2 separate regions of the Mus musculus genome follow, and region 2 is linked to region 1. A link is a contact called in public promoter capture Hi-C data. All regions are on one chromosome and are shown on one strand. The core of a region is the stretch at or near the end of the contact, and the rest is flanking DNA. Distances in the headings are between cores, read along the strand shown. Region 1 has its middle 13 kb from the start of Fadd. Region 2 has its middle 14 kb from the start of Smim38.

The links. Promoter capture Hi-C pulls out the DNA fragments that hold promoters and counts their contacts.
Region 2: a contact with region 1 is called in a promoter capture Hi-C map of the 3T3-L1 cell line, with 2.3 times the contacts expected there. The contact joins two enhancer-like sites. A contact is called at or near these places in 3 of 39 promoter capture datasets (the 3T3-L1 cell line, cranial neural crest and hippocampal neurons) and 2 of 115 datasets of contacts at active chromatin or transcription factors (bone marrow-derived macrophages and extraembryonic endoderm stem cells).

What each region holds. Positions count from the first base shown.
Region 1 is chr7:144,566,778-144,571,866 of GRCm38.p6, reverse strand. No RefSeq gene overlaps it. Among named protein-coding and RNA genes, the nearest start is that of Fadd, 13 kb to the left of the region's middle. Within about 2 kb of position 2,211, at least 58 of the 459 cell types and tissues checked have an H3K27ac peak or open chromatin away from gene starts, as enhancers often do.
Region 2 is chr7:145,219,752-145,224,840 of GRCm38.p6, reverse strand. It overlaps a transcript of Tpcn2 not described here. Among named protein-coding and RNA genes, the nearest start is that of Smim38, 14 kb to the right of the region's middle. Within about 2 kb of position 2,425, at least 162 of the 459 cell types and tissues checked have an H3K27ac peak or open chromatin away from gene starts, as enhancers often do.

The DNA of each region.
Region 1 (5,089 bases), core at 962-3,461:
AAAGACACTCACTACCTTATTGAGCACATCAGGGCAGAGTCCCACCTTCCACTGTCCCTTAGCTAATCATTGCCAGCCAGAAATTGGCCAGGATCACTGGGTATGCTTGGATCCCCAGACCCCATACTACACAGGGATAGGAACTCTCCAGACTGTCAGCCCATTGACTGAAAAAACTCATTGTGACTAGGGGCAGCCCAAAGTAATGTCAGAGGACCTACAAAGGGCTGGAACTTGTCTAATATCATTCAAAACCTTTAACTTAAGCACTTCCCCTTATTCTGATGCTTGCTATTCTGCCTTTTGGTTTAACTCATCTGGACAACAGCAATATTTCCAGACCCACGTGACTACTTGATGAGCCTGTACTAATGGTTTAACTATCTGTGCCTCTTCTAGTGCTTTCCAAACTAAGAAATCCATTCTGTCCCAGGCATACCTCTATAATGGGGAGGAAGGGAGAATGTTTTTAAATATGGACCCTGGATTACAAAGGAAATAAAAAGAGTCTGGAGGTGATGTCATACACCTTTAATCCCAGCACTTGGGAGGCAGAGGCAGGCAGATCTTTGGGTTCAAAGCCAGCCTGATCTACAAAACAAGTTCTAGGACAGTCCAGACTGTTACACAGAGAAACCCAAACCCTGTCTCACAAAAAGAAAGAAAGAAGGAAAGAAAGAAAGAAAGAAAGAAAGAAAGAAAGAGAGAGAGAGAGAGAGAGAGAAAGAAAGAAGAAAGAAAGAAAGAAAGAAAGAAAGAAAGAAAGAAAGAAAGAAAGAAAGAAAGAGAGAGAGAGAGAAAGAGAGAGGAAGAGAGAGAGAGAGGGAAGGGGAGGGAGGGAGAGAGAGAGAGAGGGAGGGAGGGAGAGAGAGAGAGAGAGAGAGTCAGCCTTTATCACAGGAATAAAAACTTGAAGGAACTAAGCAGGCAGAGTGATCAGGACCCAGAGGTGTTAAAGTTTCCACTTCTGAATTAGAACAACAGTTAGCTCCCTTGCAGACACGGTCCTACAAAATCAGAGAGGCTTGGGCTTACTTCTCACAAGACTGAAACTGGGACTGCTTTGGGAGAGACCTGTTGCTCCTGTGCTAATTGATTGAGTAATGAGAGAAAATCATGCTGTGGTTGGGGAAAACCTCAAAGAGAGAGAAAGACAAAGACATGAATCAGATCATTGGTGCCAGTCTCTGTTCTCTTGGTTCCCAGCTAACTGCTCTGTTATCAGCACTGACTGGGTCTTTGATTTTCGTTCTGATTGGATTAATGGTAAGGCCCTGCATCTTAAATTATATGGCCAATTATGTAAAACAAAAAAGTAGTGCATCAAATTAATGGTCTTTAAGACAAACTACACCTCGTTAGAGCAGGATATGTCCATGATCTGATTCGTTAACTAAGACTAGTGGGAAATGTGACAGAGCAAAGGTTCCTCCATCTTGTCTTAGCTGGAGCATCTTTGGTTTAAGCTGAAACTGACTCCTGCTCCCCTTTCTACTCCCACTGTGAAAAGTACCATGGAAAAGTACCCAACCGGGGGCTGGAGAGATGGCTTAGTGGTTAAGAGCACTGAATGTTCTTCCAAAGGTCCTGAGTTCAATTCCCAGCAACCACATGGTGGCTCACGACCATCTATAATAGGATCTGATGCCCTCTTCTAGTGTGTTTGAAAGCAACTACAATGTACTCATATAAATAAACAAATCTTTGGAAGGAAGGAAGGAAGGAAGGAAGGAAGGAAGGGGGGAGGGAGGAAGGAAGGAAGGAAGGAAGGAAGGAAGGAAGGAAGGAAGGAAGGAAGGTACGTATCCAACCCTGTTTTAGAAACTTGGGTTTGAAATGTCTAAGCTAACTGTATGTTTTGGGGTACTCTTAAACTGCTTCCTTCTTCCCTCTACAGCTGCCAACCAGGATGTAGTTTTTCTGTGTTCTTTGCCTTTAAAAGCTCCCTGTAAAATGTACTCGGGGCTGCACTGTGAGCAGTGTCTCTCTCCAGGCAGTCACTGGTGGTTTAGTACAGACTCTCAACTTTGGTTTTGTTGAATGGTCTACCCCACAAGTCCACAGAAGGACACAGTCACCACCAGCAGCATGCTGACCCACAGGGAAGAGCAAACAGGCTGATGTCACCAGGCACTCAAAAGTGGTCAGTGTCTGGACTGGGGCAAGGGACTCTCATTGAGAGGAGCGTAACATGAGGCCTAGGTTCCGGAAATGCTCCCAGGCTTTGGCAGTTCCACAGCTAAGCCTACGTTGGCCAGAGCCCAAGAAGAGAGGGCGGTGATGTCTGGACAGCATCCCAAACCCTTTCATCATGGGAAAACCCGAGTTTCCCCATGCAGCGGGGAGAGGAAGGGCAGGACATCTTCCCTGAGACGTTGCTGGAGGTTGGGTTCAGAGCAATGAAGACCCTCCAGTTTACTCACTGTTAATCTAACTCCATATATTTGGGGGTGGTAGGTGTTGACATTTTATTTTTATTTTATGTGTATTGATGTTTTGTGTAGGGGTGTGTATGGACACCACCCGTGCCTTTGGAGGTAAGAAAAGGTCATTGGATCTCCTGGAACTGAAGTTGTGAGCTGCCATATAGACCTGGAAACTGAACCCAGGTCTTCTGCAAGAGCAGCCAGTGTGCTTAACTACCGAGCCATCTCTCCAGCCCCTGGGTTGGGTTGGTTTGGTTTTTGCTGACCTGAAACTCACTATGTAGCTGAGGATAACTTGAACTCCTGGAGCTCCTGCCTCCATCTCCCACAGGTTGGGATTGTCGGAATGTGCCACCACACCCAGTTTTCTGTAGAACGTAGGGAATGTAACCCCCAGCACCATGCATGCTAGGCAAGCACTCAACAAACTGAGCCACATCCCAGGCCTGGTCATTGGGTCCATGCTTTGCTTTGTTTTGAGGCCAATGTCCCACTCTGTAGCTTGGTCTAGAAGCATGGAAGTCCTCCTGTCTCAGGCCCCAGAGTATCTGGGACATAGACATGTGTTATTACCCTGGCTTTTTTTATCATTCATTTACCCTGCATGCAGGGTGCAGCAGGGATCAGGTATGTGCCTCAACATGCTCCTCCACTGCTCCAGTGTCCTCCCACCCCATAAATGGAGCTGAGGTGATGACAGGATTATTGAGCTGTGTGGCCATCCACACACATGCTCTTGGTTCTGGCCTGCTAGGTACTTGTCTTAGTTACTGTTCTGTTGCTGTAATAAAACACCATAACCAAGACAACTTATAGAGGACAGAATTTGTTAGGGGCTTACAGTTTTAGAGAGAGTCCATGACCATCATGGCAGAGAGCATGGCGGTAGGCAGACATGACACTAGAGCAGTAGCTGAGAGTTCACTCTTTTTTTTTTTCTTTTAATTTACATTGATGTTTTACCTCCATGTATGTTTGTGTGAGGGTGTCATATCCCCTGGAACTGGAATTATAGACAGTTGTGAACTGCCATTTTGAGTGCTGGGATTTGAACCTGGGTCATTTGAAAGAGAAGACAGTGTGCTCTTAACTGCTGAGTCATTTCTCCAGGCCAAGAGCTCACATCTTGAAATAAAGCCACAAGGAGGGGGAAAAAGGAAGCTAATTGGCAACAACATGACCTTTTGAAACCTTAGAGCCCACCCCCAGTGACACAACTCCAGCAAGGCCAAATCTTCCCTCTCTCTCTCTCTCTCTCTCTCTCTCAAAAGATTCATTTATTTTATGTATATGAGTACACTGTAGCTGTCTTCAGACACACCAGAAGAGGGCATCAGATCCTATTATAGATGGTTATGAGCCCCCATGTGGTTGCCGGGAATTAAACTCAGGACCTTTGGAAGAGCAGTCAGTGCTCTTAACTGCTGAGCCATCTCTCCAGCCCCAAGGCCAAATCTCTTAATCTTTCCTAATCTGTTACACCAACTGGGGACAAAACATTCAAATACATGAGCCTACGGGGACCTTTATCATTCAAACCACCACAGCACTCTATGGTCCTCCAGAGCTTCCCTTCTTCACAAACTAAACTCTGCCCTTGGTTGTTTTTGAATGCTACTCTCCAGGCACATTGCCTTTGCTGCCTTGAGCAACTGTCACACAAAACCCTCAAGATGGAGTCCCTTGAGTACCTTGTAAAAGGTGAGATGGGGATGGTCATCAGATCCTCACCTGAGATTCCAGCCACACCCTCCTGTCCTTCCTCTCAGCTGTATGGAACCCCAGATTCAGGAGGTCACAGGTTCAGGAGACAGAGAGGACTCCACTATGCAGCTATGCAAGTCACTGCAGCACTGCAAAGTCACCCACACTCCTGAAAGGAGCCCCCCTCTAGGACAGTAAGCTTGACAATGCACTGACTCACCGCACTGGACTGAGGTGGAATGTTCCTTTGGTCTGAAGGCGCCTCTCTGGGGAACCTACATCTACTCATGTCTCTTCAGGAAAGATGTTGTGTAACCCCTGCTGCCCCATCTAGTCTTTCTGCCTCTAAGTTTGACTGCTGGAGGGACTTACTGTGGCTTTCAGGGTTCACCTGCTGGGGAGATGTGAGATTTAGGTCACCTTGTATTATCACAAGCTTCTTGGCAGCTCTTCTATTCTAAAAAGAAATGTCTGGATGGATCTAGAGCCTTGCTTCCCACCAATCACAGTGACAGGAGGGGATGTGCAGAGGCCAGAGGGGCAGAGCCAGCACCCAGGGAGTTTCCCAGGCAGGGTGCTGGGGAATGGCATGTTCACCCTGAAGGCAGGAGGTGACTAAGACTGAGGAGGGCCAGCAGGTAGGACAAGGTCAGGTGATCTTGGCTGAGGCCTGGTGATCCTGCCTGACTTCTTTCTGTGCCATCTGCAAGGTGAGCTTCCCGAGTCTGCTCAGCCTCTTGTGCCTTCCTGGCTGTGCCCTCACAGCCATGGTGGACTCCATTCCCTAGCCTGGTGCTGGGGACTTCCATGCCAGCTTCAGCTAGCTTCACCTTCCACTCCCACAGACTCCTCCCTGGCCACCCAGCAGGCTTTGACTTCACTGCCTCTGACCTAAACCAGGGAGTGGTGGCAGAGGCATGCCTTTTTTTTTTTTTTTTTTTTTTTTGATAAGGAAAGTC
Region 2 (5,089 bases), core at 1,176-3,675, 650 kb before region 1:
AGGCAAGCATTCTTCCTGCCCTTCAAGCACATGTGGACTCTGGATGATGGACAGATGGCTTGTTGTTCTTTGCCTCAGCATCCACATCTGTCAAATGAGAGACACTGAGGGAGCTCTTAGGGCTGCGGCTGAGGCTCGCCCTAAGGGGGCTGACCCTGTGTGGCTATGCTTGGGCATCTCTGTCTCCGTTACTTACACTCATCTCTGGATCCTTGGAATACTCTGGGCAGGCAGAAGTCCTGTTATTTCAGTTACCGAGCTGTTGGGAAACTGTGGCCTGGACAGATGAGGCCACAGGCTCAAGGTTGTGGGGCCAACCCTGGGTCAGTCAGGCACAGGTGAATACCTGGTTCCCGCTAAGGAGCCGATGGATACCCCTCATGTGTCCGTTTTTGCCCTCTGCCCATTTTGGGTCCAGTTAGCTTCCCAAGGAGTGGCCAACCCACCCATGGAGCAGTGACCCCCCCCCCCCCAAAGCGAGAGATCCATCCTTCCTCCTCATGCAGCCAACAGGTCCTCCTCCATTGGAGGGGACCAAGATGCACAGGACACTTGGTAGCATCCACAGAGTGATACACAATGTGGACCAGAGGCTGCAAGGTTAAAGGCAGATGAGGCAGAAGGCTTCTTAGAGGAAGCACTTTGAGAGATCAGAGGTTCATTGTTCTGATGAGGGAACAGCAGGAGTGACCCTGGGGAGAGCAAGACCACCTGTCTGCTCTCTCAGAGCCCCACAGAGGTCAACATATCCTCTGTTCACCCACCGCAGAGTGGCACACTTGGTGGGTGGAAGTGGTTGTGTGGTCCAGGCTCTGGATGCCCAAGCTCTTCACTGAAGTTTGTGCCATGGTTGTTCTCAGAGGCCCATTTAGTAAAGGCTCCATCTTCAGAGAGGTGCTACAAGGATGGGTGGAGCCTCTGAGAGGCAGCATCTAGGGCAGGCTTCAAGATGTGCCCTTGAAGGGTACTGTGCAGGCTTCTTGTTTTTTTCTTTAGGTGGATAAGGTGCTCTCTTCCTTCCTTCCTTCCTTCCTTCCTTCCTTCCTTCCTTCCTTCCTTCCTTCCTTCCTTCCTTCCTTCCTCCCTCCCTCCCTCCCTCCCTCCCTCCCTTGCTTGCCTCCCTCCCTCCCTCCCTCCCTCCCTCCCTCCCTCCCTCCCTTCCTTCCTTGCCTCCCTCCTTCCCTCCCTCCCTCCCTTCCTTGCCTGCCTCCCTTCCTTCCTTGCCTCCCTCCCTCCCTCCACCTCTTTCTTTCTGGATCTGGGGCTGGCCTGGAATTTGCTTTGTAGGCCAGGCTAGTCACAGTCTGATGCCTTCCTGTCTCTGCTTTCTAAGCGCTAATATGACAGGTGTGCACACTGTTCCTGGCTTATTTAATTTAATTTAGTTTTGGGAGCTAGGGCTTTACTATGCAAACCAAGCCCACTTAGAATTCATGATGATCCCCCTGCCTCTGCTTCCTCAGTGCTTGGAATAGGTGTGTGGTGCTAGGGATGGAACTCAAGTCCTTGTGCATGCTGGGAAAAATCCCTCTATCAACTGAGCCAGCTCTCATGGAGATCATTAAATAATAACAGTCCTTGATGCCTCCCCATCCCCATCTACAGACGAGGAGACTGAGGCTTAGAGAGGTGAAGGGCTTACCCAGTGAGTCCTGTTGGGGCTCAGACCCCTGCTTTGTGGGTGTAGAGAGGTAGCCCTGTGTCCTCTGCCTAGCATCCCCCAGTAGAAGAACATCTTTAGCCCTCTCCTTCTCTCCACAGTTCAGTGGGTTAGGCCAAGGCCCTGCAACTAGATCCCATGGTCATTCTGTGGGGCCTGAGGTGTATCACCTGGCTCCCATATGTGCCTGAGGTTGCTGGCTAGTTCAGCAGGGGTGAAGGTTGGAGAATGAGCTCTCAGGGCTAGCTGACCTCTACATGCTGCATACATGTCCACACTGTAGCCCGGCTTCTGTCCCATGAATCAATGTATAGGAACTCCTGCCAGGGCCCAGCACACAGTAGGAGTTTTGGGTATCATTTCGCATACTGGAGACAGGAGGTGTCCTGAGAAATAGAACCCAGCACCCGGTCTTCCTGGGTTGCTGGAGCCCCATTTAATTCTGCAAAGGTCAGTTTACTCAAGGGGTGGCAGTGCCTGGGGTGGTGCTTGGCTCTGAGAGCACTGTGTGAGGAGTCCAGAGAGAGCACTGGGCAAGGAGTTGGAAGCCTCATCTGCAAGTCCCCAGCTAACCTAGGCCACACTGCCCTCTCCTGGCCCATGTGCTCCTCACCCCTGATGTGGCCCAGGTAGACTGCTGGCCATGGGACAGGACCCAGACACTGCCTGCTGTTTACCAGGATTCTGCTTGGAGGGTTCCACCTCCTGCCTGCAGCCCTGCTGCGGGCCTCCTCCCCACTGTGTCTGACTCACAACTTTGCTATGTATGCAGAGAACATTCCTGAGCCCCCGCCCTGCAGCAGGGCTCTCTGTGGGGGCAGACTGCAGGGCTGTTCACTGTCCCTGGAGAAAGACTTTTGCTTCCCTAGAAGTGTCCCTCATTCTGCCCTTGGGCCTCTTGGTGGTGGCCACAGCCTGTTCCTGTCTGGGACCTCAGCAAGTGTGTGAGTGTGTGTGTGTGTGTGTGTGTGTGTGTGTGTGTGTGTGTGTGTGTCTGGGGATTTCCTAGGACTAATCACTAGTCATCTTACCACAGAGGATAATGAGTCAGAGCAAGCCAGTACACCTGGGTCATCTATGTTCATAGACCTTAGACAAGTGGGGTTGGCTTTGTGTAAGTGACAGGGGACATGTGGTTGCAGCAATAGCAGCTGCAGGGCCCATGCACCAGTGACAATCATCTACCCAGTAATGTCCACACAGCCTGGCCTTCATAGAAGCTCCTCTTGGTAGATGAAGTTCAGCTGTGTGGCAGAGCCAAGTTCTGTACTACAGGGACCACTGGGTCTTCCCTGTCTGTCAGCAAGGAACCCTCAAGGTTCCCTAAAATCCTCAAGGCCACCCCCAATCAATCCTCTATACTCAGCCCAGGTCTCTGTTTGTGATATTCTGCTGTCCTTCCCTCAGCTGTGGGAGTGTCTGGTACCCAGGCCCTCTGAGTGCACAGGGCTAAGTACTCACCCGCTGTCAGTGACAGACACTGCTTGATGCCTGGGATGCTTAGGATCCTCTGCCGGGACCTGGAGCCTACCCCTGCCCCCACTTCCTTGCAGGAAGGCTCAACAGCCCTGCTGCCTTTGCCTTGCCTTTTCCTCCAGGATTCTGGTCCTGGCCTCACCCCTCTTTCCTGGAAGAAGAGACTCATTGTTTTTGGATTTGCCATGGATCCTAGGAGCCAAGATACATCTGGAAACATCAGGGAGGAACACAGAGTACTGGAGTGAAGGGTATCCTCTGTGGGGCCTTATCTTATGCAGAGGAAGGGAGGTGTTGATGCTGTTGTATTGGGGCAGGTTATCTCATCTCTCTGGTCAGGGTTGGGGGGGTGGTCCATGCCATCTACAGTTTTTGGGGGGGGTCAGTCAGCACATCTGGCAGACACTGAACCTGGGTCAGTGCCCTGTGAGAGCCTTGCTGTGACTCAATGTGATCATCTTAGTGTGGTGACTCTTGCAGGAATTCTGGGAAGGGACAAACCAGTGTAGGTAACAGAAGGCACTGGACTGGCTCTAGCAGCCTAGGCCTTTAGGTTGCCTGCACCCTCCAAGAGGGCCTTCATTGCTCTTGAGCAGATCTATCCCATAGAAACATCATATAGACACCGGGGGCTGAAGAGTGGCTCAGCGGTGGTTAAGAGACTGTATTGCACGGCCACTCTTGCACAGGACCAGAGTTCAGTTCCCTGCATATCTGGTGGCTCACAGCGGAACTCCAACTCCAGTAGATCTACTGCCCTCTTCTGGCCTCTGCAAACACCTGCACTCATGTGCACAACTTCACACAGACACATGTAGATAATTTAAAGGAAAAAAAAAGTCAAGTGTTGGAGGCCCAAGCCTTTAATCCCAGCATCCATTGGGTAGAGTCACATAGATCTCTGTGAGTTAGAGGCCAGCCTGATCTGCATAAGGAGATGTCAGCCCAGGGATACATAGAGACCCTGCCTGTCTCAAAACAAAACTAATTAACAACCAACTAACTAATTAAAAAGAAATCTTAAAGGTAAACTACTTAAGAGGATGCTGAAGTTTTGAGTTGGCCCCTTAAAGAGGCCAGAGGAAGGAGGTAAAGTGGACATTAACTATGTCTGCATGTGACTGACACTCAGACCCTGAATTGTGCATTCCAATTCATCACCATCAGATTGTCATAAAAAGACTCTGCCTGTTGAACTCTGCATATTGATCATGGTGCTGAAGTTGTATTTAACAGCTTCAGGACAGGCAGTTGTGGCACACTCCTTTAATTCTAGCACTTGGGAGGCAGAGGCAGGGGAATCTCTGGGTTCAAGGCCAACCTGGTCTACAGAGTGAGTTCCAAGACAGCCAGGGCTACACAGAGAAACCCTGTCTTGAAAAACAACCAAACCAACCAAACCAAACCAAACCAAACCAAACCAAACCAAACCAAACCAAACCAAACCAAACCAAACCAAACAAACAAAACCCAACAAACTTGGGTCTTCTAGAATTGCAATCTGTACCCTTAACCAATGAATTCACTCTCTAGCCATCATCACCACCACCATCATCATTTGTATGTAGCTCAGGCTAGCCTCGAACCTGACATGAGCTGAGGATGACCTTGAACTTCAGATCCTCCTGCCTCCACTCAACCCAGTACTGGAATCCCAGGCATGGGTCACCACACCTGTTTTGGGGGGACATGGGGGATCAGACTGTGCGTGTCCTAACCACTATACCTATTGGGCCACTCCTCCAGCTCTGCATCTGGTCTTGAAGTGACTTCTTTGCTGTGAGGCTGAGGGAGGTAACAAGGGGTGCGTGGGAGAACCACACTGAACTGCCCTTTGTGAGGCCCTGGAGAGGAGCAGGGGAGGAGACACAGAGAGGTCTGTGTAGTTTCTTAGAGGCGAAGCAGGAAGCCTGCCCTGGTCATTGGGATGTTGGGACGAGCTCACTCTGGGTC